Linked DNA regions of Sus scrofa: regions 1 and 3 are each linked to region 2. Evidence: chromatin contacts called from public targeted proximity ligation data. All regions are on one chromosome and are shown on one strand. The core of a region is the stretch at or near the end of the contact, and the rest is flanking DNA. Distances in the headings are between cores, read along the strand shown.

Evidence for each region.
Region 1: a contact with region 2 is called in a targeted proximity ligation map of alveolar macrophages. A contact is called at or near these places in 7 of 47 Hi-C or Micro-C datasets (brain, liver, omental adipose tissue and 2 more) and 2 of 2 datasets of targeted methods (alveolar macrophages and skeletal muscle).
Region 3: a targeted proximity ligation map of alveolar macrophages shows a contact between it and region 2. A contact is called at or near these places in 3 of 47 Hi-C or Micro-C datasets (embryonic fibroblasts, fetal skeletal muscle and subcutaneous adipose tissue) and 1 of 2 datasets of targeted methods (alveolar macrophages).

What each region holds. Positions count from the first base shown.
Region 1 is chr5:89,625,788-89,630,594 of Sscrofa11.1, reverse strand. No RefSeq gene overlaps it. Among named protein-coding and RNA genes, the nearest start is that of MRPL42, 34 kb to the left of the region's middle.
Region 2 is chr5:89,069,429-89,073,888 of Sscrofa11.1, reverse strand. No RefSeq gene overlaps it. Among named protein-coding and RNA genes, the nearest start is that of PLXNC1, 16 kb to the right of the region's middle.
Region 3 is chr5:88,506,225-88,510,778 of Sscrofa11.1, reverse strand. All of the region lies in intron 1 of TMCC3 (transmembrane and coiled-coil domains protein 3), which reads right to left. Among named protein-coding and RNA genes, the nearest start is that of TMCC3, 99 kb to the right of the region's middle.

The DNA of each region.
Region 1 (4,807 bases), core at 180-2,679, 560 kb before region 2:
TTGAGGAGTCTTTTAAGAAAGTGAAAAGCTGCTTTACATACTTGTACGGTATTTGCGATGTTTTAAAATTTGACTTGAAAAATGATTGCACATTCAAAGTCTATGCTTAATCTTGTTCTTTTAATAAAGGAACGCTAGCCGAAGGTTCAGGTGATCAGTAAAATGAAAGAAATAGTGAATAGGAAAGAGTAAGAGGAATGTTAACAATGGCTGCCCTCTGTTACTGAAAGAAAGTGTTTTTAAGTGGTTTATACTTTTTTCTTTAATAACTTATTAATTTGTTGGGAAAGATCAAAGGAAAAACAAGTCCATAGAATTTGATAATCAGGAGTTCACTGGTGGCCTAGCAGTTAAGGACTCAGTGTTTTCACTGCCGCAGCTTGGGTTAACTGTTTTGGGTTTGATCTCTGGCCCAGGAACTTCTGCATGCTGCATGTGTGGCCAGAAAAAAAAAAAAAAAAAAAAAAAAAAAAAAAGATCCAAAACACCACACAAAAAAGTATTTGAGGGAGTTCTTTAGTGGCTCAGTGGGTTAAGGATCCGTTGTTGCCGTGAGCTGTAGTGTAGGTTGCAGACACGCCTCGGATCCTGTGTGGCTGTGGCTGTGGCGTAGGCTGGCAGCTGCAGCTCCACTTCAACTCCTAGCCTGGGTATTTCCATGTGCTGCAGGTGTGGCCCTAAAAAAAAAGCCAAGCATTTGTTAATCAGAAATATTAACCAGCTATGTTTGAAAATGGATATTTTTTTTTCAGATTGATTTACATCCACAAATTTTTACAAAGATTGAGGTAAGCCATGTTATAAAAAGTAGGAAATAGAGTTCTCTGGTGGCATAGCAGGTTAAGGATGTGCCATTGTTACTGCTGTGGTGTGGATTCAGTCCCTGCTTCAGGAACTTCTGCTGCTGGGCGAGGCCAAAAAGAAAAAATTTATTTAAAAAAATAGAAAGAATCAGTGTTCCCATCGTGGCTCAGTGGTTAACAAATCCAACTAGGAACCATAACGTTGCGGGTTTGGTCCCCGGCCTTGCTCCAGTGGGTTAAGGATCCGGCGTTGCCGTGAGCTGTGGTGTAGGTCGCAGACACGGCTCGGATCCTGCGTTGCTGTGACTGTGGTTTAGGCCGGCTGCTACAGCCCCAATTGGACCCCTAGCCTGGGAACCTCCATGTGCTGTAGGTATGGCCCTAAAAAAGACACACACAAAAAGGAAGAGTAAAAGCTAAATTAATGAACAGATTTTCTTCTAAGTACAAAGATCTACTAAATAGAAATTGTTCAATTCTAAGATGGCCAAACCACACAGATTCATATGTTAGTGCTTTGGAGAATTAATTTAGTTTTTGTTGTGCTGGAAATATAGTACATTGCAGTTAACACTGTATATATAGTTCCTGGAATTTTGGTTTTCATGAGTTGCTAAATAAGTACATATTTCATCACCACCGCTTCCTCTCTGCTTCTCTCATTTCCCACCCCAGAGGACTAATCTATTATCCACCATCGCTAACATTTTATGAAAGATCCACTTGTTTGTCTTTCTAGAAGTTTGAAAAGTACGTAAAGTGTGATGGTTCTTAACATGGAATAAATTTAGCTTCATGGAAATCTTACTACCCAGTTCTTATTCTCATATTTCCTTCCCTTGGTGAGGTGGGTTAACACTCCTGAAATTGATAAAAAGCATTGTGGGCAAAACCACCAGAGGGCACTCTCACAAAGGGTTCATTTTGAACATCCCTCAGCCCAAGATGGTGACTTTTAATGTGCTTAATTTAGCAGACAGTATTTGAATATCCTTTGTGTGTGTGAGTCTGTCTGTCTGTCTTTTTAGGGCCACATGGGATCTGAGCGGTGTCTGCAACCTACACCACGACTCATGGCACTTAACTACTCCTTAACCCACTGAGGCAGGCCAGGGATCAAACCCGAATCCTCCTGGCTACTAGTTGGGTTCGTTACCACTGAGCCACAACGGAACTCCAGTATTTGGATATTCTTTAGGTAAGAATGACTAGTAAATGATGGTAGTGAAATTAAGTGAGGCCATTATTCATTCTGTTGATCTCATCATTAAGCATTTATTGAACCCCTACTACAGTTGAAGAGGCGGCATGCCTTTTGCCAGGCCAGTAACAAAAAATGGGCCCTTAAGGAGCATAATATCTACTTAACTAGTATCTACTGAACTTCTTAGTTTTTCTAATGGCATCACTTTTTAACTATGAATGTGATGCATCATTATTTTTTTAAATTAGAGATTAAATAAATAGAAAATAAAATTACTTCTAATTGTCCTGCCTAAAGATAGACCTAACATTTTAACTACCCTTCTTCTCTGTTATTTTGCTGCATAAATATATTTCAAAAATAAAAATTGGGGAGTTCCCTGCTGGCATAGGAGGTTAAGGATCAAGTGTTGTCCCTGCTGTAGATCCAGTTCAATCCCTTTCCCAGGAACTTCTGCATACAGCAGGTGTGACCAAAAAGAAGAAACAAAGTAAGAATTGTATTTGTCATGCCTGTTGTTTTGCTTATTTCTTTTCTTTTGGCCATGCCATACAGAAGTTCCTGGGCCAGAGGTTGAACCCGCACTACAAAAGTGACCTGAGCCAAAGCAGTAGCAACCCTGGATCCTTAACCAGCCAGGCTACCAGGGAACTCCAGCGCATGTTGTTTTATAACTTTTTCACTTAATATGGAGTTTTTTTTGCCATATCAGTAAATAACACTTATTTAGTAGATGCATATAATTTTGTAATCTGAATTGTCATAATTAACTCCCTGTTATTGGACATAGTCATTGTTTCTCTTTGTTCCCTGTTAGAAGGAACACTGTTGTTGGAGTTCGCTTTGTGGCTCAGTGGGCTAAGAACCCAGCTAAGAATCCATGAGGCCTGTAGTTTTCTCTTCTTGTAGTGTTTTTGTCCGGTTTTGATATTAATACTGGCATTGGTAATGCTGGCACATCGAATTAGGAGTGTTCCTTCTGCTCTCTCCTCTGAAAGGGATTGTGGAGAATTGATATTATTTCTTCCTTAACTGTTTGGTAGAATCTACTAGTGAATCATCTAGGCCTAGTGCTTTATTTTTTTTTATTTTTTATTTTTTTTTTGCTTTTTAGGACTGCACCGATGACATATGGAAGTTTCCAGGCTAGGAATCAAATCAGAGCTGCAGCTTCCAGTCTCTGCCACAGACACAGCTGCAGCAATGCAGGATCCGAGCAGCATCTGCGACCTACATCACAGCTCAAGGCAACAACATATTCTTAACCCACTGAGCGGGACCAGGGATCGAACCTGCATTTTCATGGATACTAGTTGGGCTTGTAACCCACTGAGCCACAACAGGAACTCCTTATACCACTACTTTAGTTTGTCAGTAGCATGGTCAGTGTGGTTATTTGAATTGACCCCATTGGCCTTTTCTGTCATTGCCATCCATGTGTAATTACCCTCAGTAGGATCATAGAGGATTGACTAGCAGACCTAAAAGGAACCTTAAAGATAATTATTGGGCACAGAGTTTGATTTTACAGATGTGGGGATTGAGATTCAATAAGACCAATTGACAGAACCAACCAATGTCTTCTTTCAACTTAAGGATGTTTTGGTGTGTGTGTGTGTGTGTGTACATGCAGATGAAATTTGCCTTCAGTAGCAGATGTGCCCTGTGGTACACTAGTAAAATTTTAGCCACTGGCACTGCTTGGTGGTGATTGCCGATTTCCATGGTGTAAATGCTCTCATGATGGTTGACTTAATCTACTAATGGTTTAACAACTGGCTTATAGAATTCTGAACATTTAATAACTGGATTTCACAGGTTGATGTGACCCCAATCTAGCATCCCACTAGCTATGCCCCTGAAACATACATTTACCATTAAAGCATTAGATCATTTCCTCTCTCATTCTGGTTATCTATTTAGAGACACTTCACCTTATTTGTTGATGAATATTTCCAGGGAAAAGTAAATTATTTCTTAGATGTCAGCTTCAGCCTTCACTTCCAGTTTCTTTTAAGGATATAAAGACTTGTTGACAAGTGTTTAAAACTACTTGGTCGGTCTTAGAACTTTGTTTATTTATTTTTTTTTATTTTCCCACTGTACAGCAAGGGGGTCAGGTTATCCTTAGATGTATACATTGAGAACTTTGAATGAATCCTTGAATAGCTGTTATCCATTGCTAATTTACAAATCACTTCAAAACTCATTGACTTAAAACAACAACCCCTTATATAGTTCACAGTTCTGGATATTCTTCTGATCTAGGCTAGGCTCATGTATCTGAGGTCATTAATTGGGTTAATGAGGCTGGCTAGTCTCAGATGGCATCATCCATATATCCAGTGATTGAATGACCATCAGTTGGGACAAAAAGAGGAACTATGTGTTTCTCATTATGCTGCACCCCAAGCCTGGCTTGTTCACGTGGCCTCAGGGTTTCAAGGATACAAGACTGGAAGCTGCAAAGCCTTCAGACTGGCTCAATATCACTTCCACAAAGCCATCCCAGGTTCAGAGAGGGGAAATAGACTACCTTTTGAAAGGAGTAACGTCAAATATTGTGGTCATTCCATCGCAGTAGGAATCACTGGTCTTAACTGACTTATTTTGGAGTTTAGATTGTCATGTGTTTCTAAGAGAGGTGATTGCACATGGTATGGTTGCCTCTCAGTAAGAAATTGAAGTTTTCCTTCCCAGTGTCCAAAAGAAGTTCATAACTTTTACTTATAAGCCAGCTCTACTTGAGTGATCACTTACTGATTCGCTCAATAACAATTTCTCTATCAATTAAACCACA
Region 2 (4,460 bases), core at 74-2,573:
TGTGAACTGAAAACCTCTAGGGTAGGAGTTTCTGCCCTTCTCCCCCCCCCCCCGCCCCAGTTTTTCAGGTGTTTCTTCATCCTGGCTCCTTCGTAGTTTCTAGTAGCAACGCATGAGAGGCGCTGAGAACCATTCCTGGCTCGTGCAAGAACCAATACTTACTATACGCAGATGCTCCTCTCAGTGTGTTGTGTGCATTCACACGTGTAACCCACGTAACAGCCCATGGCGGAGATGCTGTCCATGTCTCCATGTTATAGAGGAGGAAGCTACACTGGGCAGTGGAATTACAGTCACTATTAATATTAAAATTGGTAATTTATTCAACAATGGCATACCAAGCATTGTCAGGTTCTTGGCAGGTGCACTTTGTCCATTTCTGACTTGTTCGCTGTCCATTTAGACCCTTTTTAAATTCCATTCCTCAAGTTATTGGTGGTGGAAGATCTTTTGACACTGCTGATCAGGTTTTACAGACACATCATTCACTCTCTCCTCCCTTTAATTACATTCAATTCAGTAAATGTTCATTGAGAAACTAATAATTGTCCAGCAAGACCCTCGAGGTGCCGAGACCAAATCCAGACATTCAAAATTCGAAAGAAAGAAATGCACCCAAATAGCTATACTAGGATAGGATTTATGCTCTGTTTATCTTGTAATTGCAATACCAATACAAATGAAGAAGTGACTCATTCGTGGCTGCTGACTGGGAAAAATATGAACTACATTCAAGTAGACAGCTACTCAGCAGATATGTTCTTTAGGCTACCTTTTTGTTTTTTAAATAATGTGTGTCATTGGTCAAAGCCTTTTCAATGTGACACTCTAACAACTCTGTATTTTGGAATTTGTTGTCCTCATAAATCTGATTCTTTTGAGAATGGATTTATTTATTTATATTTATTTATTTATTCATTTTTGGCCGTGCCCATGGCATGTGGAAGTTCCTGGGTCAGGGATTGAACCCATGCTGCAGCAGTGACCTGAGCCACAGCGGCAATAACATCGGTTCCTTAACCCACTGAGCCACTAAGGAACTCCCATTACCTGTTGTTTAGATATTGATTTACCATCAAACAGATTTTTACCTTTTTAAAAACAATTTATAGGCGTGGAAACTAATCTGTGAAGACATACCCTCTAAATGACACGGTAATTGTTGAAGGAGAATTGGTACCTCGCGTGCTTAGTTCTAAATAAGTAGAGAAGAAACTTCATTTTTGCAAAGATAAAATAGCGATCCACCCTTCCCAACAGTGTTAGGACACTTCCCTTTGCCCTCCTTCCTTCTTTTCTCGTTTAGGTAAGGACTTAAAATAAACAAGAAAGGGGAACTGGGCTCCAGCCCCTGGCCAACTGGTCTGGTCAGTTATGATCACAATTTTGTATTTGTTAAAAAAAAAGGAAAAGAAAAATTATAAGTTTCTCATTTGCATTTTAATGGGCACCAAATTCCCCTTTCAGAGGGCTGTGGCCTTGTCCCTTATCCATTTTCAAAGAGTGACTTCATGCAGTGAGCAATCTAACTGCTTCTCTAGGCTGAGAGCATGAATTTCTGCTTCCTGAACCATTGCCTATATCTGCGATGTCCACATCCGATGAGGCAAGAATACCGCAAGAGGCTGTAAAGCATCCAGCAGCTACTACATCAGCAGAAAATACAAGAGCAGTGTTAGTGAGCCACATTCCAAGGAAAGTCAATGGCAGTGCACTGAATAAAGATCTTTTCCAACGAGCGTCCTCAAAGGGTCCTTTCTCCTTGTTGTTGAATCTCTCTAAGAACCTCACTTTTTAAGGAGCAGAATAGAAACTGTAATTTCATTAGCTGACGAGGGAAATGCCATCCTAGACCTGTGTCCGTCAACAGCAGGCAAACACACGCTGACTCTGGTTCTCAACTTGGTCACCATGTGGCTGAGGGACCTCAGAACAGCAGCTTTTAACTGGGGGCCTGTGAACTTGGATGGTAAAACAAAATGATATCTTTATTTTCTCAAATTGAAATTTAGCATTTTCTTCTCTTATGAATGTGGGCAACGAATGAGAATAGTAACAGTAGCACCTGTGACTTTGTCAACAAGAGACATGGCAGATCTTTTCACATCCCTCGACAATTGTCGCTGATGCCTTGATTCATGCTTAGCCTTACTTCACATCACAATTAAACCTTAGCGGTGCTGCTCAGTCTTGTTATTTATAATGTTATTTAAAAACCACATGTGGGAAAAAAAAAAAAAAACACACATGTGGGAGTTCCCATTGTGGCTCAGCCATCGGTAATAAACCCAACTAGTATCCAGAAGGACCCAGGTCGGATCCCTGGCCTCACTCAGTGGGTTCTGGATCCGGCATTGCTGTGAGCTGTGGTGTAGGTCAAAGACACAGCTCACATCCCGCATTGCTGTGGCTGTGGTGTAGGTAGAGGTACCGCTCCGATTGGACCTCTAGCTTGGGAATTTCCATATACCATAAAAAAAAAGAAAAAGAAAAGGAAAAAAGAAAGAAAAAGAAAAAAAAATCGTATGTTTTACCATGTCATGATTTTATTATTTTGTAACTGTATTTCAACATAGTTGGCTTCCTTTGCAGTTGTATGTATTTTTCTTCAATTTTTTTAAAAAAGTTTTTCATTTGAAAATATTTGAAGAAGAGTCAACAGACTTTGCTAGCTTGTCACAGTCCATGTGCTTGCTCTCTACCCCCAATCCCCACACGAATGTTAAAATCCTTCAGGAGACTCTCAGTATTGCCCTCGTTGCCTTAGGTGATTTCAGCATTTTGTCCCATTGCAAAAACACAGCTTCCCTGCAGCGAGGGGCCTGTAAAAGGAAGCATTTAGTGCATTCCCCATGCCTTTGACTTGGTTTTAGTTACTTCTTTTCCAATAACACACCTTAACAAAAACCTCACGTGAGGTACAGTTGTGACACACGGCCTCATTTGATCTTCAAATCGCGGGTTAAAACTGTGCGAGCTTTCAGCTATTCAAGAGCTGACTATCTGAGCTGTGAATGAACAAGGTCTGCCTTTCTTCCTCGTTGCCTCTTTGGCTATTTACCGTGTGGTTCTTTTACTGTGGGTCACAGGTGCTCCGATAGATAGGCAGGGCACTGAGGGGAAATTACACTCAAATCTGGCCATTTTTCCACATCCCTAAGAAGGCGTGAATGGGCCTCGGGTGCGAGCATTGATGAAATTAAGATTTGGGATTACCTGTGGATTTTAATTACTGTGCCCTCCCTGGCCCAGTGTGCTCTATCTCCGCTGCCACCGCACTCCTGGAGCTCTAATGAGACACTTATCAGATGCTATTTTGTATTGTTAGTTATCTTTGCGGTGCATATGCGCTTTGGGTTCACGGATCCTGTGTTATCCTTCTCTTGGGCTGCCTCTGGTGCTTGGCAGACAATAGACCCGCCGTAAATAGGTGTGGCTGAGCTGAATAGCTGTTGACTGTGCATATTTAGTGGGCCTTCATGCTTGAAAATGCCGGTGCCAACATGATTATTTTCTACCTTGGATTTGTTAATGCAACATCTATTCCACGCATACTGCACACTTACAATGAGCCAGGCATCATGCTAGACATTAGAGTCTAAGATGAATATAACTATTGCCCCCAAGGAGTCTAGGGCCATAGGAACACCATGCAATGAAGTGTTATGAGAGCAAAGATAGGGGCAGGAGCCGGGTGTGTTGGTGAAACCAAACAATCATTTATTCATTCTCTGGTGAATAAACGTCAGAGAAGATGCTAGAGTGAGAACCCAAAGGATGAATACGACTTTAGCTTATAGGAACGGGGAGGTGGGGACTTCCAGGAATGGAGAACTGAAAAGCTTGCAGTGTTGAAGCAGCATTCTTTTTTTTTTTTTTTTTTTTTTGCGTTTTGCTTTTAGGGAGCATATGGAAGTTCCCCGGGCGAGGGGTCAAATCAGAGCTGCAGCTGCAGGTCTACACCACAGCCACAGCCACAGGGGATCCAAGCCATACCTGTGACCTACACTGCAGCTCACAGCAATGTCCGGGATCCTGAACCCACTGAGTGGGGCAAGGGATCGAACCCACATCCTCATGGATAGTAGTCAGGTTCCTAACCCACTGAACCAAATGGAGCGGCATTCATTACCTACCTGACACCCATCTCCTCCCCTTCCCTCCTTCTGTCCCGCTAATGGAACCTTAGCTTCGAATCCGGGATGACCTTGAGGAAGCTAAGCTCCTCCCCCAGACGCAGGCTCAGGAGCCAGTCAGGCGCCAATCATAGTCATTCCTTTCCTCTTTGCCAGCGGGTGGTCCAGAGTGGGAGCATAACCACATTCTAGTCAATGAGACTTAAGGAGAAGTCGGCTCAGGGCTTTGCATGTGGACGTAAAAAGATTGAGTCTTGCAAGGAGAAAACTAGCCTTCTTCTTGTCTAGAAAACTGTAATGATATTTGCGGCTGTGGCAGCTCTC
Region 3 (4,554 bases), core at 1,024-3,523, 560 kb after region 2:
TTTACAGTTTTTATTATAGTTGATTGACAATGTTCTGTCAATTTCTGCTGTACAGTCTAGTGACCCAGTGACACATGTATATACATTCTTTTTTTCACATTATCCTCTATCATGTTCCATCACAAATGATTAGAGTTCCCCGTGCTATGCAGCAAGATGTTTTATATATATATATATATTTTTTTTTTTTGGTCTATTTGTTGTTTTAGGGCCGCACCTGTGGCACATGGAGGTTCCCAGGCTACAGGTCTAATCCGACCTGTAGCCGCCAGCCTACACCATAGCCACAGCAACACCAGATCCGAGCTGTGTCTTCAACCTACACCACAGCTCACAGCAACGCTGGATCCTTAACCTACTGAGTAAGGCCAGGGATCGAACCCGAAACCTCATGGTTCCCAGTTGGACTCATTTCCGCTGTGCCACGACAGGAACTCCCAAGACATTTTATCTATTCTAATGTCTATTCCAGGGACAGCTGCCACCTCTGGGCCCCTCTGCTTCCCCTACCCCATCCGCAGCCACTCCCTGAACTCTAGGGTCCAAGGAGGGTCGTGGCATCCGGGGTTGGCTATCCCCAAAAATATCAGAAAGTGTACTGTCATGTAGGGCTTTTCACATTTGTTCCAGTCTTCTATTTTTCACTTTTGGCTACACCTGCGACATGGGGAGGTTCCCAGGCCAGGTACAGAACCTGCACCATAGCAGTAACCTGAGCTGCTGTAGCGACAACACTGGATCCTTAAACGACTGTGCCACAAGGGAACTCCCTGTTACCAGTCTTTTAAATGCTATTTAAGATTTTTCTTTCTTTTTTTTTTTTTTGGCTCTACCAGCAGCACATGGGTTCCCAGGCTAGGGGCTGAATGGGAGCTGCAGCTGCAGGCCTACACCGCAGCCAGATCCGAGACACATCTGCGATCTGTAGCTTGTGGCAATGCCAGACCTTTAACCCACTGAGCAAGGGCAGAAATTGAACCCGTATCCTCACAGACACTATGTTGGGTTCTTAACCCACAGAGCCACAGTGGGAACTCCTTAAGTTTTTTTCTTGTGAAAAATGCCAAACATAAGTAAGGTGAAGAGAAGAATATAAAGAAACCCATATACCCTCACCTTTCTGATTTCATATTCTCCCATACATAGTGTGCGTGTTTGTGTGTGCTGGGAGCATTTTAAAGCAAATACCATATTTTAAGCACAGTTTTTACCTGTCCCTTGTCCTGAGGCTGCCTACAGAAGGGACAGACACTCAGAATACATATCAAGAGGACCAAGGAACAAAGGCTGTGTTGATGCCCCATGTCACGGCCGCACACTGCTTTTTTCTCATTGACCTGCATGAAAGCGAAAGCTTCCGACTAACTGCATGACAACACATTCCAAGCACACAAAGCCTTTGATCCCTGTGGAAAACTTAGAAGGAACCAGGCAATTTTCCAGAAGCACCAGACTCCAAACAGTAATAAGCTAGGTCAAATGGACACGTCTGCCTGATACCCAGTTATTTCAGCTGTCGCCCCTGTGGCTCCTTAATTTCCCTGCTTCATGCCATCGAGATGGTGGAAGGAGTCTTTTTCACTAACTGGAACTGCCTTTTCTTTTTCCTCAAGTGAACAAAAAGGGAATTTGAATCACAGGAGTCCCAAGGGCAAGTGAGAACACAGAGATTCTTGTGGGGCTCTGGGGCCAAGGGCCGAGCTCTCTGAACGCTGACCCAGTCAGGGATGGACACACAGACGTGCCTGAGACGTGCTCCAGCCCAGGGCCTGGAACACAGCCCGCAAGCATGAAATGAATCAGAACCAAGAGGCTGGAGGCCCAGTGGAATGAGCGCCGGGGCCTCGACCCCATTAGAACGCGTTTTCCAAATGCACCACCTCAACCCAAGAGCTCCTTTCCTTCTTCCACGAACCTTCTAGGTCTCCATCCTCGGTAGATTCATCTTCACGGCATCCAGGCAATTTCACACACGCGCCTCCTGCCGCAGCACACCCACCGCATCCCCGCGTCATGAACGCTCCTGGGAATTATTTTAAACAGCAGCGTGGTTTGTAGGGGTGTCTACAAATCCAAAGATGATTCTCTGCTCTATTCTCTTCCTTTTTTTTTCTGACATCCATCTGGGGTTTTTTGGGGGGGTGTCCAGGAAACTGCTCTTTTGCTTTATCTCCACCCCCTCTTGCCAAGAGGCATCCCCCTGCCTCTAGGAACTGGCACACGCTGCTGTCTCCACACACAATGCCCACGCCCCGCCTGGCCTATTCCTGCCCGTGTCTCAGGGCTCAGATTAAGCGTCATTTATTCTAGGAAGTCTCCCTTGACCCTCTGACGGCCCTAACTTCCAGGAATTCAAGGGGCAAGACACGCGTCACACTCTGTACACGGTGACTGTCTTATGATCTGTCCGGTCACCAGAATGCAAGCCGAAGCCACTCCTCTGAGCCTCAGCAGCGGGGGCTCTTGTCTGCCGGGAGCCTCCCTGTCCTCATCTGCAGGGGGGACCCGCAGTCCCTCCCGTCCAAGAGGATGCAGGAAGGGCACGGGAGGCAGACTCGCGGGTTCAGGGGACAGCACAAAGGGCTCTAAGAATGTTAATAATGTCACTACTGATGATACATCTGCTACCCAGTTCTAAGGGATAGAAAGCAGTCCCATCGTTTTTTCATTTTTTATTTATTTATTTTTTTTTCCTAGGGCCGCTTCCCGCGGCATATGGAGGTTTGCAGGCTAGGGGTCCAATTGGAGCTGTAGCCGCCGGCCTACGCCACAGCCACAACAACTCAGGATCCGAGCCACATCTGAGACCTACACCACAGCTCACGTCAATGCCGGATCCTTAACCCACTGAGCAAGGCCAGGGATCAAACCCGCAACCTCATGGTTCCTAGTCGGATTCGTTAACCACTTCACCCCAACGGGAACTCCAGTTCCATCATTTTAACCTTTTGAGGATCACAGACAAGGAGAGCTAACTTCACGGAATGTTTATGCCCTTTCTCATTGTATCCTCATATAAATGAGTGGGGTAAGATCTAGCATTATTCTTCTTTTCCTGGGGCCACCCTGCTTTATTTTGTTTATTTATTTATTTAGTCTTTTTTTTGGGTCGCACCCATGGCATATGAGGTTCCAGCTAGGGGTGAAATTGGAGCTATACCTGCCAGCCTATGCCAGAGCCGCAGCAATGCCAGATCCGAGCCGAGTCTGCGACCTACACCACAGGTCATAGCAGCACCAGATCCTTAACCCACTGAGGGAGGCCAGGGATCAAACCTGCGTCCTCACGGATGCTAGTCAGATTCGTTTCTGCTGAGCCACGGTGGGAACTCCCAGCCTGCTTCTTTAGCACGTGAGGCTAAGAACCCTCCTCACAAAATGCTCATACCTCTTTTATGAAAACCATTTCCAAAAACACAGTGCATACAATTTCCAGACGTGCACGGATCCCCTGAAGTCCATGTTCTCTGGGCCCCCCCTTCAAGGCCCCGCATGCAGAAAAGTGAATTACACAGCAAAGTTCAAAGACTTATACACCCTGCAGGCCTGGGAGGCTATGAGAGTAAACAGCATCAGCAAGCATTCTCGAGCTGGGAAACAAGTTGCAAATCCTAAAAGCTCAGCAGACGTGGTTGCCTTGGCAAGTCAGGTCACTGCGACGACTGAAGACTCTTGGCCCCGGCGTGAGCGGCGTGAGCGGCGTGAGGACCGCACTCTGATGAATCAGGTGCTGGAAGAAGCTGATGGTCCCAGCTGTCAAACTCCAGCCACCAGCAGCAACAGCCAGACACAAGAGTCTCCGAAGACACTCACTGGTGGATGTGATCCACAGACTGGAAAAGCAACTGCGAAACAGAACAGAAGAGGCTGCAAGGCATCCAAGTGGGAGCAGGAATGAGAGTTTGTCTAACCATCTGGCTTTGGCCTGTCCTAATCTCAGAACGGCTTTGGAAACTGTGAGGCGTCACCGTGGGTGTGAGAAGTGTGTGTGTGTCTCACATTGAGGGAGGGTGAGAGACAGCAGCCCGGTCACCAGGCCTGGTGAAACCCACCCCTCTGCAGAAAGATCCTGCGGACCGTGTCGCAAGCCAAAATAGCAATTAAATTGAGAAAGCAAACTCGTGGGCCAGACTGCATTTTTTTTTTTTTTTTCAGTGTGGCATCATGTGGGCAAAGCCTCCCAGACCACCTGGGAATGGACGGAAACGAGCCAACATGGTTGCCATGGTGAAGGCTCCCGGAACCACGGAACAAAGGCTTAGAGAGTGTGTGGCATCGGGAAAAGCAGCCTGCTGGGGAGTGAGAGGTGCGACGGTCCTTAAGAGACAACAGAGGAGAGAGATCCGCTCAGCAGAGATCAGAGGAACTGGCTGCCCGGGGATCCGCCTGCCCTGAGAACGGTGGTCACACGTGGGACTCACCTGACAGTTAGCAAGGGGACACTCACGGGAAGGGTGGCACGCAGCCCCTGAAGGGCAGGGAGGCAGACCCCCTCCTTGGAAACAAAGCTTATTTTGCTTTTAACAAAGGACAGGTCTCTATCCAGCAGCAGGT